Regions from separate parts of the Macaca mulatta genome. Here region 2 is linked to region 1. Evidence: chromatin contacts called from public Hi-C data. All regions are on one chromosome and are shown on one strand. The core of a region is the stretch at or near the end of the contact, and the rest is flanking DNA. Distances in the headings are between cores, read along the strand shown. Region 1 holds the start of FXR1 (FMR1 autosomal homolog 1). Region 2 holds the start of LOC114676301.

Evidence for each region. Hi-C and Micro-C count contacts between places; a contact is called where the count stands out from the background.
Region 2: a contact with region 1 is called in a Hi-C map of CD4 T cells, with 2.6 times the contacts expected there. The contact joins the promoter of LOC114676301 here to the promoter of FXR1 in region 1. A contact is called at or near these places in 3 of 14 Hi-C or Micro-C datasets (CD4 T cells, fetal cortex germinal zone and liver).

What each region holds. Positions count from the first base shown.
Region 1 is chr2:92,988,529-92,991,228 of T2T-MMU8v2.0, reverse strand. It overlaps FXR1 (FMR1 autosomal homolog 1), which reads right to left and starts at 1,367. Exons shown (of 16, transcript XM_015131564.3): 1 at 1,302-1,367. The coding sequence starts at 1,352.
Region 2 is chr2:93,066,092-93,068,791 of T2T-MMU8v2.0, reverse strand. LOC114676301 reads right to left here and starts at 1,326. Exons shown (of 8, transcript XM_077991694.1): 1 at 1-1,326. The coding sequence starts at 68. DNAJC19 (DnaJ heat shock protein family (Hsp40) member C19) reads left to right here. Exons shown (of 6, transcript NM_001266267.1): 1 at 1-69; 2 at 1,447-1,498; 3 at 1,575-1,648; 4 at 2,498-2,577. The coding sequence starts at 67.

The DNA.
Region 1 (2,700 bases), core at 118-2,617:
TGATTCCCCATTATGCTAGTACCACGTGACAGTTAAACCAAATCCACAGAGCTAATCAGTAAACTAAGAAAGGAAAAACAAAACCCTGAAAATAGAAAATCATGGCCAAATAAAATAAAAACCCAAGGGATAAAAGGTACCCTGAAATGAAAACCTGTGAGAATTCATTTTGCATACGCACAATACTCATGTATTAGAAGGCGGCCCTTCATAAAAATAGCCAAGACTCTCAAACATTTGAGATGCTGGCTTAGTGAGATTGACTGACAGACAACAGCTGGGGAGGTTCTGTATTGATCTTGTAACGGCCTGGCATATTTCGGGAAAATAAGGAGAAAAGAATGCTATAGCAGCAAAAAATAAACATTAGGATTTCATTTTCAGATATGTGAACGCTGAACGCCCCACCAAATTCCTCTACTCTATTCCTCTTACGTTTTTCAGCCCCGATTCCATAGTAATGCATGCCCTTCCTCCCCAAGCAAACAAACAAAAAAACCTCGTGGGGGAAAAACAAAACAAAACAATACCTCCCTCCAAAAACAGGGGCAGTGATATAAAGAAATTAGTCACCTCTCCACCTATCTCCCTGATCCATTTCGCATTTTAAATCTTACTTTAAAGCACACAACTCTCCTTTTATTCCGTAATAGAGGGGCTAAGGCGCCGCCCAATTTCCCAGGCCGCAAAAATATTCCAACCCGCCACAATTCAAGGTTTTCTGCTTTTCTGTCTTCGATCCTAACCCTCAATCCGGTACCCTCATTCTCCTCAGGCACTAAAGATTTGTTGGCCCAAAACTCAAATACAAGGGTGAATTCCAAAGATTCCGCGATACACCCGCCCCAGGGGGTGGGGAGGGGTCGGAGGAGCGGGTTGAGGAGCTCCCGCCCGGCCCAGTTCGAGGGGCGGGGGAGCGGGTGTGACCACACAATCCCACCGCCTCCTTTCACGACTCCCCCACCTCCCAGAGCTCCGGCCTGCTCCGAGGGAGCTCACGCCGCCCAGCAGCCACTGAGCTGCTTCCCACCGGCCCGCCAAGAACCGTACTAGCAACCAAGAAGGCTCATAACTAGGAAAATGCAAAAGGCGTCCGACGTGTTGTTTCAAAACATAACGGAGCCCCGGCCCCCGAGACCGTTAAACCGCGGGTGGAGGGGGGAGAAGCAAGGAATCTAGCGGCCTCGAGCTTTGGCCTGGCCTCCTTTCCAATCCAAACCTCACTTTCTGGGACCACCAACCCTCCCTCAAACGCGCTCCAGCCCCCAGAATACTAGACAAAGTGGCAAAACCGTCAGTACCTTGTAGAAAGCCCCGTTGGAGCCGCGAACCTCCACCGTCAGCTCCGCCATGTTGGAACCGCAAAGGCCGCTGGGAAGAGATTCTAGAAACTTTCCAACCAGAGGGGAGGAGGGGGGAGGGGCGAGAAGGAGGCGGGGAAAGGGGAGGGGAAAACAGGGCGGGGATTTGGATCCCCCGCCCCTCACCCCTGGGGTCTCAACGTGCCGCCCCGACTCTCCAGGTGGGATCGCTGCGCACCCTGCATCACTGGCCTTGAGCTCCGCCCGCCGCCGTCTACGTCGGATTTGCTTCCCGACACAATCGCCCGACCTTTGTTGACCCGCCCCTAGGTCCCCGCCCCACAGTGCCCGCTGTTCGCACCGCGGCGGCCGAGTAGTGCCTCCAGCTGCCACTGCCCAGGCACAGCCTGTCGGGCACATCGGCATTCCCCAGCCCTCCGGCATCCTGACCTTAAATTTCTGGAAGTGCTGGCTGCCCTGGAATGGCTTTATCATACACTTTTTGGGCTCCAGTTGCCCTGGGGAAGAGGGACGCCTACAAAATAGACATACTATTGTGCCCCAAGTTTTTTAGCCCCGCTCTTTCTTTAAAAAAAAGTTGGGCCTTCTCTTGACTCAAATTCCACAGTTCCACATCCACTCAAACAATTTGGTCTAGCCCTCTCCCCACCTGTTACCACTTTAGCTATTTAAAAGTCAAACTGAGTATTTTCAGTGCAAGTCAACTGTGTTCCCACCCTAGAATAGAGTTTAGGTGAATTCGCCTTATTAAAAGTAGTCAGACAAACAATAGAGCAGGAGACCACGTTTTCCTCTGCTAAATGTATGCAGAGTTCCACAAATAGGATCAAAGCAGAACCATCTCCAGTTTTGTAAGCATAACAAATACTTTGGGTATGGATTTTAACAACTTAATACTGAAGCTTCTTCCCTAAGCAAGGGCTTTGGAAATAATACTATAAGTGTTTCTCGTTATACTTACATTATTACCATTTTCGCAAAAAAAGTTAGGAAAGGATACTTTGCTAACATTCTGTAATTCCCATGAAATGCCCACTGACCCAGTTTTTCAGATTCTAAAAAAAAAAATGTACATAAATTTTATGAGCACGTCTGCATCTCTGAAGATTCTGGGGGAAAATGAGGGCTGTGAAAGTGCTCGCTGTTGTCATGTACAGGATATTCTCTTTATTTATTTAGAGACAGGTTCTCGCTCTGTTACCAAGATGCAATGCAGTGGTGTGATAAACGTTGCAGCCTGGACTTCCCAGGCTCAGGTGATTCTCCCACGTGGGCCTCCCAAGTGGCTGGGACTACAATATTTATTGATTTGATTTGATTTGATTTATTATGTTTTTTTAGACAGAGTCTCGCTCTATCGCCCAGGCTGGAGTGCAGT
Region 2 (2,700 bases), core at 77-2,576, 78 kb before region 1:
TGGCCGCGCTCTCTGAGCTGGGATGAGCCGTGCTCCCGGTGGAAGCAAGGGAGCGCAGACGGAGCCATGGTGAGTGCGGCCTTCCGGTCTCCTTAGCAACATCCGGCCCAGGCCTCAGCCTCAGCTCCCGGCCTCGGAGGTGTGGAGTTGAAGTTGTGCTCCTTAGTGCGACTCTGGGCGGGAGGTTTCGGTTTTCGGGGCGTCACACTCACCAGGACACAGCCCTGTTGGCTCGCTCCTCTTGGGTCTTTGTGTTTTTACATCGTCTTTCTGCACGGTTCTCCAGCTTCTTGTCCGCACGGGCTCTGGGCGCTAAGGCGTTGCTTGCCTGGAACTCCTGTAAGGTCAGAAGTCTATCATGGACTCGGAGATTAGTGGAAACGTATTTGATTATAGGTGCCCTTGCCCTAACACATCTTCACAGCACTGGCTCCACTTTGCTATATCCTTCTCTTTGGCTTTTGCCGACAGATGTCGTCTCCATGCGGAAATTCCTGAACATATTTGGGCCTCTGTTGTTAGGAAACAACAGGGCAGTGCCAAAGGTATATTCTCCTAGTTTAGCCCACGTTTAGCCTCGAAAATGCGTTATCAGAATTTTACAGGAGCCGTCTGTGAACAGTTTTTCCTTCTGTAGCAGAAATCTTATTTCCACTTTTTTTTTTTTTTTTTTTTTTTTTGAGACAGAGTCTTGCTCTGTTGCCCAGGCTGGAGTGCAGTGGCAAGATCTCGACTCACTACAAGCTCCGCCTCCCGGGTTCGCCGTTCTCCTGCCTCAGCCTCCCAAGTAACTGGGACTACAGGCGCCAACCACCACGCCTGGCTAATTTTTTTGTGTGTTTTTAGTGAGACGGGGTTTCACTGTGTTAGCCAGGATGGTCTTGATCTCCCGACTTCGTGATCCGCCCGCCTCGACCTCCCAAAGTGCTGGGATTACAGGCGTGAGCCACCCGCCCGGCCTATTTCCACTACTTTTGATTGAACTTTAATGTAACCTAATTTGTCCGGGGATGAAAGAAGTTTTCAAACGGAGGGAATCATCTTTTTCCCTATTGTAGAGGTAAATAAGCAAGTCGAACTTGCCGTCTTTCCCATAGTAATGAATCCGGTAACTTTAATACATTCGGTATAACAGATGCAGTAGTTTAAGGATTGCTGGGCAGAATATTTCTGCCTTAAAAGTTGTTTCTCGGCCAGACATGGTGGCTTATGCCTGTAATCTTACCACTTTGGGAGGCCTAGGTGGGAGGATTGCTTGAGGCCAGGAGTTCAAGACCAGCCTAGGCAACATAGCAAGACTCCGCCTCTTAAAAAAAAAAAAAGGAAAAAAAATGTTGTTTCTCCTATTAAAATGCAGTTTGTAATGAGTTGGTGATGGGAGAATGGGCAAAATGAGAAAGGGTGGGAATTAGAGAAGTAAATATTTACTCTTCTCCCCCTTACCAGGCCAGTACAGTGGTAGCAGTTGGACTGACCATTGCTGCTGCAGGATTTGCAGGTTTGTTTATGGTTTGGGGGTGGAAGTGAAGTCGGGGAGATTGGAGATTTACTTATTCTATTGCTTTTGGTTTTAGGCCGTTATGTTTTGCAAGCCATGAAGCATATGGAGCCTCAAGTAAAACAAGTTTTTCAAAGCCTACCAAAATCTGTAAGACTTAATGAACACTTTTGCTAATTCTTTGCTGCTTGTATTTGAAACCTAGAGCCACACTTAAGGAAGGGTAAATTTTCAAATATCCATGAAGTTCTAAGTGATTGCTTTGGACCCATTCTCCTGCTTCCCACAAGGAGAGTATAGAAGTTCTGAACTTTGTAATGGTGCTACCCTGAAACATCAGATGTTATATGTGACAGAGTTGGATGGGGTATTGATAATTCTAGTACCCCACTAGACCCAACTTTCTTGTGAAATAATCACTTTTTCACATACCATCACCTTCAGCATCATCTATACATATTCTTGTTTTCCTTTATCTGCTCTGCATGACACACACAGAGGTATATGAGATTCTAAAGTGATCCGATCTTACCATGTGGCCCTGGCACTCCCAAACGTCATACATAGGTAGCACTCTAGTTAATTAGGCTGTAGGGTTTGACTTGATGTTCTGGTCATACCCTATGTGGTCACAGTTAAGAATAGATTTGATTGTGATCATCTGTTGAATATTTATGTTGTGATTAAGTGTAACAGAATAGAGTGATTGTAGGCTTTACTAATATGATTTCTGACATAGCAAGGCCAGAGGAGCTGATAGTGGTATTTTCTGTATATGTATCTTAAAGTCTTGTTTCAAATACCCTTGAACCTCTTGTCTCAAAAGACTTCCAGATCCTGTTCTGGAGCCACTTCTTAATACCTCAGGAGTTGCACTTAAAAGTCCTCTGGAATGTCTTAGTTTTTCTACTGGCTCTGTGAATATTTCCAGACTTCTTTTTTAAAGCGACTTTGTTTATTGTATTAACCTTTCTTTACAAATGGCATTTCTTCTTCCAGGCCTTCAGTGGTGGCTATTATAGAGGTGGGTTTGAACCCAAAATGACAAAACGGGAAGCAGCATTAATACTAGGTGTAAGGTAAAATAATCTCTAATATTTTTAGCATTTTTCTACCACTCTAGAGCAATGAGGAAATATAAGACCTTCTCTCCTTTAATAGGAGAGGGTCATGGGGATTTTGTCCTAGGAAGATTGATATTA